Linked DNA regions of Sus scrofa: regions 1 and 3 are each linked to region 2. A link is a contact called in public Hi-C data. All regions are on one chromosome and are shown on one strand. The core of a region is the stretch at or near the end of the contact, and the rest is flanking DNA. Distances in the headings are between cores, read along the strand shown. Region 1 overlaps LOC106510636 (a long non-coding RNA gene). Region 2 overlaps RHCE (Rh blood group CcEe antigens). Region 3 overlaps TMEM57 (transmembrane protein 57).

Region 1 (4,680 bases), core at 496-2,995, 89 kb after region 2:
CACTGCTGGAAGCTGCTGGGGGCCTAGCCGTTTTTAGCCAAGTGGCGCCTCAGACCCGATTTCCCCAAGTGCTGGCACCACTGCACCTGACCTCAGTGTGGGGCTTTTTCATTTTGACAGTCTTCAAATTGTAAAACAGAAATCCTTCTCCAGGAAGGTACCTGCTTAAAGACTGATCCATTTGCCCAAGGGAACCACATTTCTTTTCTTGGCTCCCTTCTTCTTTGGGCTTACTTTGTTCCTGCTTTAGTCCTACTTCAGTGTTTGCCTTTCATTCCTCTGCCTCTGCCTGAAGTTCGTTCTTTTTATTCCCTCAGGATGGGCTTGCTAGGGTTCTGGAATCATCTGCCATTATACCTCTGATCTCTGTCCTAAGAATCCCAGGCTTAGCATCAACATGGTGTGGCCTTTTAAGCCCCATCCAAGAAGCTCAGACAGGTTTCCTCTGGGCCATGGTCCATTCTGCCCCTGTTCCGAAGCTCTGCAAGCCTCCAGACACCTTCTGGCGGGGACTTCAATGAGGTGTGTTTGGCCGGCGGTGTTGTCAGCAGAGTCGGCTTTTCAACATTCCCTTCCCCTTTGTCCTCAGAACTTGTGCTGTTTTGGCACATTATCTGGTACCAGGCCCACATTTACCTAAAACAGTGGTTCTCAAACTTTAGGGTTCATCAGAAGTGCCTGCTTAATGGCTTGTTAAAATGTAAATTGCCGCGCCCCCACCCTCGGAGATTCTGATTCAGGAGGGTTGGGAGAGAACGTGAACATCCGGGTTTTGAACAAGTTCCCAGGTAAGGCTTCGTCCCTGGGACCCCCTGTGGGAATCACTGACTGGAGAGCAAGGCTGGGCCCTGGGGCCCAGCCCTGCCTGCAGCCAGCCCCTCTGGCTGCCACTAGAGGGCACATGCGGTCTTAGCAAGAGGCCCTCTCACCTCCAGTGCCAGCTCCACTGGACAGCAGAGGTTCTTCCCTAAAGATTTCTTTCTTTTTAATTATAAGTTTTGTTACTATGTATTAGGAAGAAATACTGATTTTAAAAAATAAGACAGGTTCTCAAAGTCTGTCTCTGACAATCATTAATGGTCTGAGGGACCAGCCTTGCGATGGAACTCAGAGTTCCCACTGTAGCGCAGCAGAAACAAATCCGACCAGGAACCATGAGGTTGCGGGTTCGATCCTTGGCCTTGCTCAGTGGGTTAAGGATCTGGCATTGCCATGAGCTGTGGTGTAGGTTGGAGACGCGGCTCGGATCCTGCATTGCTGTGATGTAGGCCAGTGGGGCTGCAGCTCTGATCAGACCCCCTAGTCTGGGAACCTCTATATGCCATGGGTGCAGCCCTAAAAAGGACAAAAAGATAAAAAGACATGGAACTCTGTTTCCATAAAGACTTCCAGGGGCATCCCACCCCCCAGCACAGTAAAGCGGGGACTTTCTTTCAGAACATCCTAGAATCATTCTGTATTCAGAACCCAATTATAGGTGATTTTCATTTTCTTCTTTATATTTCACTGTATATTCCAAATTTTCCACAACAAATTTACTATTACCTTTATAATAAAAGTAATGGTTTTTGAAACACATTTTAAATGTAATTAAAAGCCAAAACAGCAACAAAGCATTTGAAAGTGGGAGATTTCTAGATTTTGTTTTGTTTTCTACTGAGAAGGGCAGATCTGACATCCCTGGGCGGGGTCTGGACGAAGCTGGCCTCAGGCTACACCCTGTCACTCCTTAGAACCACCTGGGGAGCTCTTAAAACTGCCCAGCCCAGGGGCCCTCCCCTGCGAGCCTGATGTAACCAGGCTGGGAGGGACCTGGGCTTTGTTTTGTTTTAATTCCACAGCAGTTTCTAAGGTACAGCCGGGGTGGTGAAACTGGGAATTAGAGGAAATGAAAGGAAGCCTGGTTCCTGGCTGGGGCCTGGGGCCTCAGAACAGGGGTTGTGGGTGTTTGGGGGCCTGGGGCCGGGCAAGGACCCTAAGGTGTTTCCCTGAGCTGTCAGAGAAGCCAGTCTCTCTGCCCACCTTCCCCATGGAGACCTCATGGGCTCTCTTCTGCCTTCTGGCCCTAGGGTGACCCTTCAGGCCCTTGTCATGGGCTCCTTCTGCCAGCCCCCTTTATCACACTGATCTTCACCCCCTCCCCGTTTCCATAAAGAAATTCTGTTAGCATCACCTCAAATTTGTTACTGTTTGTCTGATCTGAGGTGTTTGTATTGCAAGCTGTAGACTCGGACTGTGGCCACTATAACTCCAAAAAGGAATTGAGACCAAAAAAGACAATAAAATAAAATAAGGAGTTCCTGCCCTGGTGCAGCGGAAACGAATCTGACTGGGAACCATGAGGTTGCGGGTTCAATCCCTGACCTTACTCAGTGGGTTAACGATCCTGCGTTGCCGTGAACTGTAGTGTATGTCGCAGATGCAGCTCGGATCCTGCATTGCTGAGGCTGTGGTGTAGGTCAGCAGCTGTAGCTCTGATTTGACCCCTGGCCTGGGAACCTCCATATGCTGCAGGTGCAGCCCTAGAAAGACCAAAAAAAAAAAAAAAAAAAAGGCAAAAGGGAATTGAATGGAAAGGGATGGGTGTACACGGTTGTGGAAGTTGAGAAGCCAGCTGGGAAAGATGGGAGGGAGTCAGCCAGTCAGCCTCTTGGCTCTCAGAGGCAAGAACTGCTCAGCGGGGCCCCAGCCCTGCCCCTGAGTGAATGAGTCCATGACCCAGCCTCTCTTGAGCAAGATCCTGTGGTAGACGCATATTATTGTTCCCCACTGGCCACTCCAGCCCCACCGAGGATTAACCACCCACCCTCCCGGCTATCACCTGGCTTCTGGAATGTGAATGGACGTCCCCTGTGCCCCATCTGAGCCAAAGCTTTAAATGCACCTGAGTGGTTCAGGCTCGCCTCTGGCTCTCTGTCAGGAAAAGAGTCCTTCCCACAGAGGGGCCACACGTGGCTGGGAGCTGAGCTGAGTCAAAACCAACCCTTAGACCCGTGAACAACAACAACAAGAACGTTACTGGTGGAGGCCACTGAAATTTGGGGGCTGTTTGCTGCCACAGCTAAAGCTGACTGATACAGAGGAAGAGCGGAAGCCTGAGCCCTCTGCCCTCCCCTAGGCTGAATCCTGGGGTGCAAAGTGGGGCTCTGGGACCCCTCAGCTTCATGGTGGGGAACAGAGCTGTGTCCCCCGCCCCAAGTCCTCAAGAACCAGCGGGATTAGCCCAGCAGAGGCGTCTCAGGTGTCCCTGGCAGGCAGAGCAGTGGATTCCACGGGCCTTTGTTGGGGAAGCCCTTGCGAAAGGCTGTCTGCCTTGTCAGTCCAGGCGCTGAATAAACCGAATTCCTTGTGAGAGCAGAGGGGGTGATGTGACCCCACCCCTCAGGATGCCTTCTGTCAAACAGAGCCTGGACCAAGTGCCTAAAATCTCTGTGCCTCACGTTCCTCCTCTGTGCAATGGCGATGACAAAAATGGCCTCCAGGTCACACTTTTGCTGGGAGAATTCAGCCGAGTGGTACCTGCCAGGCCCTGGGCACTCACCTCACCTCTCAGGTCACTAAGTGCTTTCGGCTCTTTTAGGGGGAGCAAACGAGAAGTGGGCTGGGGAGTTTGTTGCAAGGATGATATGAGCTGAGGCATGTGCATCTCTAAGCTCATTTAAATGGCCACACATGGTGTGTGTGTCTCCACGCATGAGCATTCACCCCTGCCCCCGAGGTGATCTTACCTCCCCAGGTTTTAGAGTTTAAAATTGTGTTTCCTCGCTGATGACTCTGACTTTCCTAATCTTCAGTTTAGCCCTGACTCCTCAAGGCCAGACTTGTATTTCCAGATGCCTCTTGACAATTCCTCTGGGATGTCTCACAGGCACCTCTGATTCCATATGATTAAACTGAGGTCCTAACTGCCTCCCAACCCTCCCTCCCTCCGTCCTTCCAGTCGCTCCAGCTGTCCCTGGATCCTCCCCGACTCCTCTCTTTCTCTCACGCTACATACCTTGTCTGTTGGCAGATCCAGTCAGCCCTACCCTGGAAATAAAATATTTCCAGAACTCAACCTGTTCTCACCTCCTCCTCTGCTACCACCCTGGTCTGACCCACTACTCTCTCGCACCCGGCCTTGTGCAGGAGCCTCCTCATGTTGACGAAATCTCGGCTGCACTGTACACCAACGCCAAATAGAAACATGGAGACAGAATTGGAGGAAACAGAAAAAGGAGTTTTAATTGCCAGGCAAAGGGGAACACAGCAGGCTAGTGCCTCAAGGATGGTGTGCCCCCTTAGAGGGGGTAGTGAGGAGTCTTAGAGTGTTTGAGGAGCAGGGCGTGATCAGCTTGTGGACACTTTCCTGACTGGTGGGTGGTGAGGTCATTGGGAGTCAGAGTCATCAACCTTCTGGTTCCAACTGGTCTGGGGTCTACGTGCTTGTGGGCGGCATCCAGTGGGCTTCTTCCACCTGGTGGGGGCTTCAGCACCTGCAAAACAGCTCCAAGGACGTGGCTCAGAATATTCTCTATAACCTTCGACGACGAACTGAAGGTCCTTGACTTTGTTCAATGGCTGAATTTTTATTACTGTTTTCTTTTTTCTCTGTACTTTCTCACTTCTCTGATTAAATTGGTTCTTTGACTAAAGTTTTTCTATAGATCAAAAGGCAGGTGGAAGATAGGACTGGGGGCC
Region 2 (4,504 bases), core at 1,723-4,222:
ATCTCTCCTTTGCTGAAAACTCCCACAGTGCTCCCCGAATTTCTCAGAGTAAAATCTGAAGTCTTTTCTCTGGGATATTGAGGCCTCGCAAATAAAACAAACCAAAACAACAACAAAAAACCAAGTGAACAAGCATGCATCATCTCATTTAATTAATTCCATTACTGCCCAAGCCCTATGTGGTAGCAATGGTATCCTCACACTGCAGATGAAGAAGCTAAACCTGTCTATCCCAGAGTCACGGGGGGCATTGAGGGCATAGCTGGGAGACCAACCTCAATCTTTGACTCCAAGTCCAGCTCTCTTTCTCCTGAACCAGGCTGAGCTCTTTTTCTCATCTGGGTTCTTTTACTACCTTGCTGTGTGCTCTTAAGCCATCACTTTCCCTCTCAGGGCATCTGCTTTTCCCCTTGCAATCAGCTCCCATCTCACTTCATTGTACCTGACCTCAGGGTCAGGGCTATGGCAGAGGAGCCAGGAGAGCCATCTGGACCAACTTCACCTTCACAGCTGGCCTCAGCTGTAGGCTTCTGACTGTCTCCCCCAGTTAGATTGTGTGTCCTCTTCCTGACACACACTGCCTGGTTTGAAAGAAGACACTGGCCACTGTAACCTTCGAGACCACTGCCCATGGGACCCCAGGAATTAACTGTCTTTGTATCCATCCCATAATTATCCTTTGAAGAGTACAATCTTATATATCATATTTTGGATGTTGTTTATATGCTGGTATAGACCACACTTTCAGAGCCCTATTTTGGCCTGTCTCTTTTTTATTTTAGTCCCAGAAACTTTACCAAATGGAGACAGAGCCCTCCTCTCCCACCTGCTCACCCTTCATCCCCGAGGCCCCTCCTCCCAAGCGCCGTGACTCACATTGAGGAATCTCTTGGCCACCATCCTTGTGGTGCTGAAGGCGGTCACCTCTATCACTGTCATGAACACCAGCTGCACCAGGTTGACCTTCCCCAGGATGGCACCCGCTGAGATCAGCACAGACGTAGCGCTCACGGTGGCTCTCTGAATACTGGGGAGGGGGGAAAGACAGCGATGACTAAGGAGGAAGAATGCCTCTCGCGCCTTCATTCACTCATTCAACAAACACTTGTTGAGGACCTGCTCTCTGCCTAACACTGTCCGAGAAACTGGAGTAAGAGAATGAGTAGACAAACTTCCTACTCTCATGAGGCTAGATGCTACCCAGCCTGGGGTCTCCTTTGTCCCCTTCCCCCATCGGGGTGGCAGCCACACTCTGCGAGATGGACCTACACACACTCATCTGTTGTGAGGGTGCGCTGAGGTTCTCATGGGAAGGTCAGGGTGTGTTAACAGAGGCTGGTGGTTCCCCGAGGGTCCCCCCTCTGGGATCTGTTAACTGGGATTCCGCCCTCACCATCTCTTGGGCGGCATCACTCACAGATGCTCAATAGAGGGCGCTCTTTACTCGCCAGCCTGCCTGTCCTTCAGTCACAGGCCACCCTCATCTCTCCTTCTCCATGTAGTGGAAAGAGACTGGGTTTGGAAGCAGGACAAGCCTGGTTTCCAGGTCCAGCTTTGCCACTCGAGCAGCTATTTAATCTCACTGAGCCTGTTTCTCCATCTGTAAAAGAAGAATGATGGTCATACTTATCTCATGGGAGGGCTGTGGGGGATCAGAAAGGAGTCATATGCATGTGTGTCCAGCACACCATGACGGGCACAGAGAGCTAACTCAGGACTATTACGGATTCCTCCTTCTCTTGACGAATGAGCAAGCTTAGGGTGGGGATTCTGAAGGAGAAAACGCTTTTCGTTTTCAAGGCATTTATGATTCAACCGGGGTGACAAGGCTGACATCACGACCCAGTCGATTCAGACCATCTGTGATATCACGAGGCGAGAGGGGGTCACTGGAGGGAGAGAGCACTGTAAACTGGACTCATCAGGGAGGGCTTCCTGGGGGAGGTGGCACGGAGCCAGACAATCCATGGTTGTTAAACTGACCCTCTTCTGGGCACCTTTCCCCCTGGGAGTTGATGACAAACCACGACCACTGCTATCACCATCATCATCTATTCAGCTTTGTGTTCAACAGACTTGCAAATCCATCAGGTCGTTTATATTTGAAACCAAGGAACCCTCTGTAAATGGTGCTAGGGTACCATTTGGCACCTCCATTCTATAGGAGAGGACATTGAAAAGAGAAGGAGTCACTTTTTGGGTAATGGCCACATAGCTCGTTAATGACAAATGTGAGGCTTAAACCTACCCAGTTGCCCTGGATCCAAAGCCTGTGCTCTGAAGTTTGGATCCGGCCTTCCCGGTGTTGGCTGCCAATGCTGTGTCTTGCTTAAGGCACTTTGCAGGGAAGGATATGGGGAAGAAGCCTCCCAGGTACCAGGACTTATTTGGACTGGAGGGTCACCCCGTGTTTTGCCGTGGCTGGTCAGGTGATACCTTTGGGGGAGTGCTCATTTAACTGGCAAAGGTCTAATTCAAGAGATTGTGTGCCAGTGGCGAGATTGCAGCCCCCCAGGGGCCAGATGGGATCAGGGCGGTGTGGAGAACGTGAAGTACAGGACTTAGGACCCGCCTCTGTCTGGGCTTCCTGGGTTGCAATCCTGACCCAGCCACTTCCTGGCTGTGTGGTCTTGAGCCAAATACTTCACCACTCTGTGTTTCAGCATCCTCATCTGTGAGGCAGGGGCAAGGCTTACAGAGCTGTTGGGAGGGCAAAGTGAGTTAAGCCCAATAAGGGGGCTGGTTATTGCTATGACAGACCCTCCTGGGCCTTTCAACATAAGGCATGAAAAACATCACACCTTCTAGGGTTCTTTTTATTTTCATCTTTGTTCCAACAACCATTCACTAAGTCCTTACTAGGTGAGGAAAACAAAGCTGAATAAGACAGGCCTTTGCCGTGCAGGGACTGGTCGTCGGTGACTCAAGGCAGAACCAAGGCGGTGCCAAGTCAGGCCGCATGGTGTGGGTGAGGCCACGGGGGAGGGAGAGGGCCTGTCTGGGAGGTGAGCCCGGGCACCGCCCACCAGCCCAGCCAGAGCAGGAAAGGCCAGGAAGGAGCCCATTGTTCAAATCTGTGGGGCCAGTCCTTCTGGGGGTCACAGCTGGGAGGACCCACGTGGTCAGGGCGGGACAGGGGCGTTCACTCAGGCCATAAATGGCCTCTGCTTGTCTTTCCAGATTGAGTCAAGAGCAAACGGATCCCTGCAGGCAGGATGTCAGAAGAGGGCAGCCTGGAAATGTCTGGAAACTTAGTGCAGGAGGCCAAAGGCATGTGTGGCCTTGAGCTGAGGCCCATCCTGTCAGAGCTCCCCCAGAGTGCCCTTTGTCACTTCCTGGGCGGTTACTGGGGGCGGTTATTGAATCCCCATGGGGATCAGCTCTAAAGTGGTTTTATTTTTTTTTCTTTTATATAATGATTTTTTTCCCCATTATAGCTGGTTTACAGTGTGCTGTCAATTTTCTACTGTACAGCATGGTGACCTAGTCACCATACATGTACACATTCTTTTTTCTCACATTATCATGCTCGGGTGGAGTTTGTTTCTGGGCTAGTAGGGAGCTGGCTAGATTATGTTTCTTGTCATGATCACTCTGGAGTGTGTGGGGAAGGTTACAGAGAGTTAAAACTGAAGCCATGTCCACCACGCAGCTGGGTGTGTGATCCCAGGCAAATGTCTTAGGATCTCTGAGCATTTAGTTCAGACCCCCTACTCAGAAGGGTTAAACAAATAATGTTTGTGACTTTACAAACACAGCACAGAGCCTGGCTCATGGAAGGGTGTTCAGCAGCAGTGCCCAGAGGGGAAGGTAGAGTGGCCTGGAAACGTGATGGGGTCCCCAAGACACCTGAGATGGGATTTACCATCATCTGGGCAAGATAGGGATTCAGAATTGGATAAAATCAAAAAACGATTTTTTTTTTTTTTTTTTGTCATTTGTCCTTTCAGGGCCGCACCTGAGGCATATGGAGATTCCCAGGCTAGGGGTCTAATAGGAGCTATAGCTGCCAGCCTACACCACGGTCACAGCAACACCAGATCCGAGCCGAGTCTGCAACCTACACCACAGCTCACAGCAACACCGGATCCATAGCATCCATGTATGTATAATGACATGCATGTATATATGTGTGTATATGTACACATGTACTCTTGTGTAACCATCACCCAGGGTAACAGAGAGAATGTTTACTGAACCCCATAAGCTTCTTTTGGGCCCCTTCTTAATCAATGAACACCTTGCCCAGGTAACCATTATTCTGACTTCTGGTAACACAAGTTAATTTGGCTAGTTCTTAGAATTTCTTGCAAAGCTAGCTAAATAGATCAAAGTTCATTTAACTTGGATAGCTCTTTTGTCCACCAGCATTTGAGGACTGAGAGTACTTTTCAAGTGACTGTTTCTCTGAGTGTGAGATTTCTTTTGGTCTTATCTCCAGGCATTTTTCTTTGAAATTATATTTAATGTGAAAGTTTACAAAATCAAAATCAATAAAAAAAGA
Region 3 (4,543 bases), core at 239-2,738, 69 kb after region 2:
TCAGAGCTGGCTGACTTTTGCCAACCCACGTATTTGTAGGAAATAGTGTCTTCTGAGTGTCATTTGGCAGTCTTCCTTGGCCTGACCGTCAGTTCCATTCTCTGCAGTCCCATCTGCCAGATTTCTTCTATCCCTTCGCATTCTGTTCCCAGAGTACAAGCCTTCCCCAGAGGCCAGACGGACTACTCTGCCCCCAGATATCTGTGGCTCTCTTGTTTTTGAGCTTTGGGACATGTTTCCCCTTGTGTGGAAAGCGTTCTCCTCCCCTTCTGCTTCTCCATAGCCTGCCCAGCTTTGAGGCCCAACTCAGTTCCTATCTTCTCTCCTCAGAACTCATGTGGCTCTTCTCCCCAGGGAGGGAGATGAGGGAGCCACAGTTTGGCCTGCTGGAGAAGAGAGTGCGCTCGAGCTAGGCTGCCTTCATGACCTTGGGCTGGAAACTTTCCTGAATCTAGATTTCTTCATCTCTAAAAATGGGACTGATAATTGCCAGGGTTATTCAATTTAGCCCATAGTTGTACACATTGAGTTCATACCACTAAAGCCTACAGAACAAGGCCTGGAACATAAGTTCTCATTAAATATTAGTTATTCTTTGTAACATGTATTTAACCATGGCCTTCCCGTGTTATTGTTTAACCATTTTAAGTGCCTGTTTATTGGCCCCTAGTGAAATTGTAAAGTTCTCTCATGAAGAAAGGGGCTTGACTTTATACTTTCTGTTGACCCTTTTCAGTCCTACATGTTCGTTTAGTAGTTCCTCAATACATATTGCTTAAAATGAAACTATTCCTGGGAGTTCTCTTGTGGCACAGTGGGTTGAGGATCTGGCATTGTCGTTGCAGTGGCTCTGGTTGCTGCTGTGGCGTGGGTCTGACCCCTGACCTGGGAACTTCTACATGCTGTGGGCACAGCCAAAAAAGAAACTATTACTGTATTAAAGAAAATAGATGGAACAGGAGTAAGCAATTGAAAGGAGAAAATAAGCTTCATTTCACAGATGGAGTTTTCTTATAGTTTGTAGATCATCTAATTTATTCCTTTTTTCATTATTGTTGAGTCTAATGGGCTCTTCTGTCATAATCACCACATGTGTGAACATCATTTAGCAAGGATGCTAGCGATTTTAGCAATTTCTTCCAGACCCATGGTTGGGAGGGAATCTTGGACAGCAGATTCTGATTTATCAGAACATCTTAGAGCAGGTGGGTTTTGCTGGTTGTTATTAACATATCTCTCTTGCTGAGGGACATGGGAAATTCATTAATAGGGAGGATTTTACCCTTCAGCCACTCTCCCCCTACCTGCCCCTGCTCCTTTCTGAGCAGATCAGATATATTCACAAGCACCATCTTCACCTGTCAATGTCCATAAATATTTGGGGGCGAACCAAAAGTTACCATCTGGTGGGAAGAGGTGGGGACCCAGGTGGAAGCCCTCAGTCAAAGGCTAGTTGCAGACAGGAGTTGCGGTGATGTCAGGAGCTACCAGAGGGGTGCTCCGCATCCGCCCAGCAGTCGGGACTTCAGCCAGGGTCTCCCACAGAGCCCTGTGAGTGCCCTCTCAGTGATGAAGATGCTGCGTTTCTCCTTCTCCTAGGCTGGAACAAGACATTAAAAAATTAAAGGCTGACCTGCAGGCCAGCAGGCAAGTGGAACAGGAGCTCCGCAGTCAGATCAGCTCCCTCTCCAGCACCGAACGAGGGATCCGCTCAGAAATGGGCCAGCTCCGGCAGGAGAATGAGCTGCTGCAGAACAAGTACGTGTACCTCTGGGCCTTTGGCCATGAGCCACGCAGCCTCACGTCGCTCTTGTTTCCTGGGATTGGAGCACAAGATTGTTGATGACAAAGAGACCTAGCAGGGGGGTTTTTAATAAAATGTTTATTTTATTTAGGACCAGATATTCAACATGTTATAAAATCTGTAAAATCTTATTTCATTGTAACAAAACAGTTTGTTAATATTACTATTTTGTCTTCTCTCATTTAATGACTTTTCTTAGTTTAAAATAGCTATTGAACTTTTTTTGTAATGAGTAAAATTGACAAGAAGTATTTCTGCCTCAGTTTGAAACTCTTGCTTTTTTGAGTGAAAGTTTCTAGAGGATTAAACTCTATTTACTTTGTTTTCTGGAACTAAAAAATGACACTGAACTTTGACTTTATTTGAAGAGGCAGACAAAAAACCAGCGCTTCTGTGTGAATTATTTTATGCTCATTCTGGAATTACTTCTTGACTCAGTGTGGGTCTTTTTTTTTTTAATCTTTAAGCATTATGTGTCTGGGGGTAGTGATTACTGTTCTAAGCTCTGAACTTTCTGCACTTGCCCGTGAAAGAGCACTCCTTCAGCATTTTCAAGAACTATGGCTCAAAGCTAGAGCATTATAGGCAAATAACCTTTCCGTTGCTTCGGACCCACGCATGTGTGTGTCGGCTCTAGCATTGTTACATAGAGAACATCTCCCCTTATGCTGATCTATTGAGAGAAACTCACCTTATATATGAAGCTGGGAGTGATAGTAGCAGGAAGGGAATGTGGCTTAAATTTCTATCTGAAATGAAGCATCCTGGGAGTCGACAACTACAGGATCTATTTTGGGATACTCAGAGAAAACATCTCACAGCTGGAAAAGAAAGGCAGCTTTAGGCTGCAGCATATTTTATTCAGGCAAAGAAAGACCTTCCCTCCCACTCTTCAGTTTCACTGGGGCTGGTTCTATCAGTTGTTCCTTGGTCTCAGACTGAAGCTCTTTCAGGGTGCATTGGGCCACTAGAATTAGTTCTACAGTTATCTTTTCCTCTGATAGAAACTTATTTTAGGAGTTCCCATCGTGGTGCAGTGGTTAATGAATCTGATTAGAAACCATGAGGTTGTGGGTTCGATCCCTGGCCTTGCTCAGTGGGTTAAGGATCCGGCGTTGCCGTGAGCTGTGGTGTAGGTTGCAGACACGGCTCGGATCCTGCGTTGCTGTGGCTCTGGCGCAACCCATTAGACCCCTAGCCTGGGAATCTACATATGCCACGGGAGCCGCCCTAGAAAAGGCAAAAAGACAAAAAAACAAAAAAAAAAAAAAAAAAAAAGAAAAGAAACTTATTTTATCTATTTTCTGGATTACCTTCTATAGATCACTCATGTTAGTAGAGAAGAGGCTTGGTCTGATTCTGTATCATGTAAGGCAGCTTGTTGATGGTATTTAGGAATTGCTAAATAATAATGTATTTTCCCTGGGCACTCTGCGAGCTGACACTTATGATTTACTGTTCATATCTCCACTTTATGTTGACCTTAAAATGATAAAGAGGAGCCATGTTTCTCCAGGGTTCGTAGTGGATGTTTCTAATTGTAAAACTTTGTATGACAACCATTTCCATATAGGTTGCATAATGCTGTGCAAATGAAGCAAAAAGACAAGCAGAATATCAGCCAGTTGGAGAAAAAGCTAAAAGCTGAACAAGAAGCTCGAAGTTTTGTAGAAAAGCAGCTAATGGAGGAGAAAAAAAGGAAGAAGTTAGAAGAAGCTACTGCTGCCCGGGCTGTTGCATTTGCTGCTGCATCTAGGTATGTCCTGTCCCCTAAGTGCTTGATCCAAGTTTGGCTTTCCTTGGACAGAGACAGACATGGGAATTTGATGCCTTGGGCAGGACTGGAAGTACACAATCATGTGTGAATGGATTGCTTTTAAGTACCATTTTATTAGCTGCTTTAAACTCCCATCTGTGCAATCTTGTGTTCTCATGACAAGGTCATCCATCAGTGACCTCCTCTATAAAGTGGGGTAAAGGACTCACCGTGCCTTCCACACCCAGGAGGCAAAGTGCTGCTCGAAAAAGGATTTCTGGTCACTTTCCGTAAGACTTATATTACTGAATGCTTTGAGAGAACTAGTCTGAACTTTTGTTCTCTTTATAGAACTATCATTACTCTCTACTCTTTTTAAGTGTGTGTTTCTTGAGTTTTTAATCTTAAAATGGAAGAAAGGTAAAATTTTGGTTCCCCAGGCACTGTGTACTGACTGCTCATGTCTTTTTTGGATACTAGCAAACTGTCACATAAGCTGGAAAAAATGGGAAAAAAGTTGAGCCTCTTTTTTTCTTCCCTCCCTTCCTCCCTCCATCTCTCTCATCTAACTTCTACTTTTATCACATTTTCTTTTTTCCTTGTTTTATTGATTAGTGAAGTTCATCTAAATGATGAGGGTCAGCTGTGGATTTATGGATCATTTTAAGTTTCTATCCTAATTTGTATGTTTATGTGATGTAATTCTGCTTTTTGCTTTTTTGTATTTGGCATGTCAATAGCCTTTTTTGGGGTTCTGGCATTTGTATAATAGTTGGTAAACCATCATTTCATCTTTGAGGAAACATCAGCAAGAGAGAGAACTCTCTCTCCTGTGTGATCCTGCTTCCCCCAGCAGATCCTGTACTGCAGATGGCTGAGCTCACTTGGCCCATCGGCATCTATACAGATTCATAAGGCCCTTTAGTAACCTGCCTAGAATGGGTGTATGTGTGAGGGGGAGCTGTTTGTTCATTCATTTAAAG

What was found. A called contact is a pair of places that touch in the nucleus more often than the background predicts.
Region 1: a Hi-C map of omental adipose tissue shows a contact between it and region 2, with 1.9 times the contacts expected there. The contact joins two enhancer-like sites. A contact is called at or near these places in 2 of 5 promoter capture datasets (fetal liver and liver), 18 of 47 Hi-C or Micro-C datasets (adipose tissue, blood, embryonic fibroblasts and 8 more) and 1 of 2 datasets of contacts at active chromatin or transcription factors (skeletal muscle).
Region 3: a contact with region 2 is called in a Hi-C map of skeletal muscle, with 3 times the contacts expected there. The contact joins two enhancer-like sites. A contact is called at or near these places in 2 of 5 promoter capture datasets (fetal liver and liver), 25 of 47 Hi-C or Micro-C datasets (adipose tissue, alveolar macrophages, blood and 11 more) and 2 of 2 datasets of contacts at active chromatin or transcription factors (alveolar macrophages and skeletal muscle).

Annotation. Positions count from the first base shown.
Region 1 is chr6:82,999,611-83,004,290 of Sscrofa11.1, forward strand. It overlaps LOC106510636 (a long non-coding RNA gene), which reads right to left. Exons shown (of 3, transcript XR_001309272.2): 3 at 3,936-4,680. Among named protein-coding and RNA genes, the nearest start is that of LDLRAP1, 29 kb to the right of the region's middle. Within about 2 kb of position 1,746, at least 9 of the 83 cell types and tissues checked have an H3K27ac peak or open chromatin away from gene starts, as enhancers often do. A contact at or near this core is called in omental adipose tissue, where this site is marked.
Region 2 is chr6:82,909,474-82,913,977 of Sscrofa11.1, forward strand. It overlaps RHCE (Rh blood group CcEe antigens), which reads right to left. Exons shown (of 10, transcript NM_214378.1): 3 at 877-1,027. Among named protein-coding and RNA genes, the nearest start is that of RHCE, 14 kb to the right of the region's middle. Within about 2 kb of position 2,973, at least 44 of the 83 cell types and tissues checked have an H3K27ac peak or open chromatin away from gene starts, as enhancers often do. A contact at or near this core is called in adipose tissue, mesenteric adipose tissue, omental adipose tissue and 1 more, where this site is marked.
Region 3 is chr6:82,980,428-82,984,970 of Sscrofa11.1, forward strand. It overlaps TMEM57 (transmembrane protein 57), which reads left to right. Exons shown (of 11, transcript NM_001038646.1): 7 at 1,600-1,758; 8 at 3,378-3,560. Among named protein-coding and RNA genes, the nearest start is that of LDLRAP1, 48 kb to the right of the region's middle. Within about 2 kb of position 1,489, at least 10 of the 83 cell types and tissues checked have an H3K27ac peak or open chromatin away from gene starts, as enhancers often do. A contact at or near this core is called in adipose tissue, mesenteric adipose tissue and skeletal muscle, where this site is marked.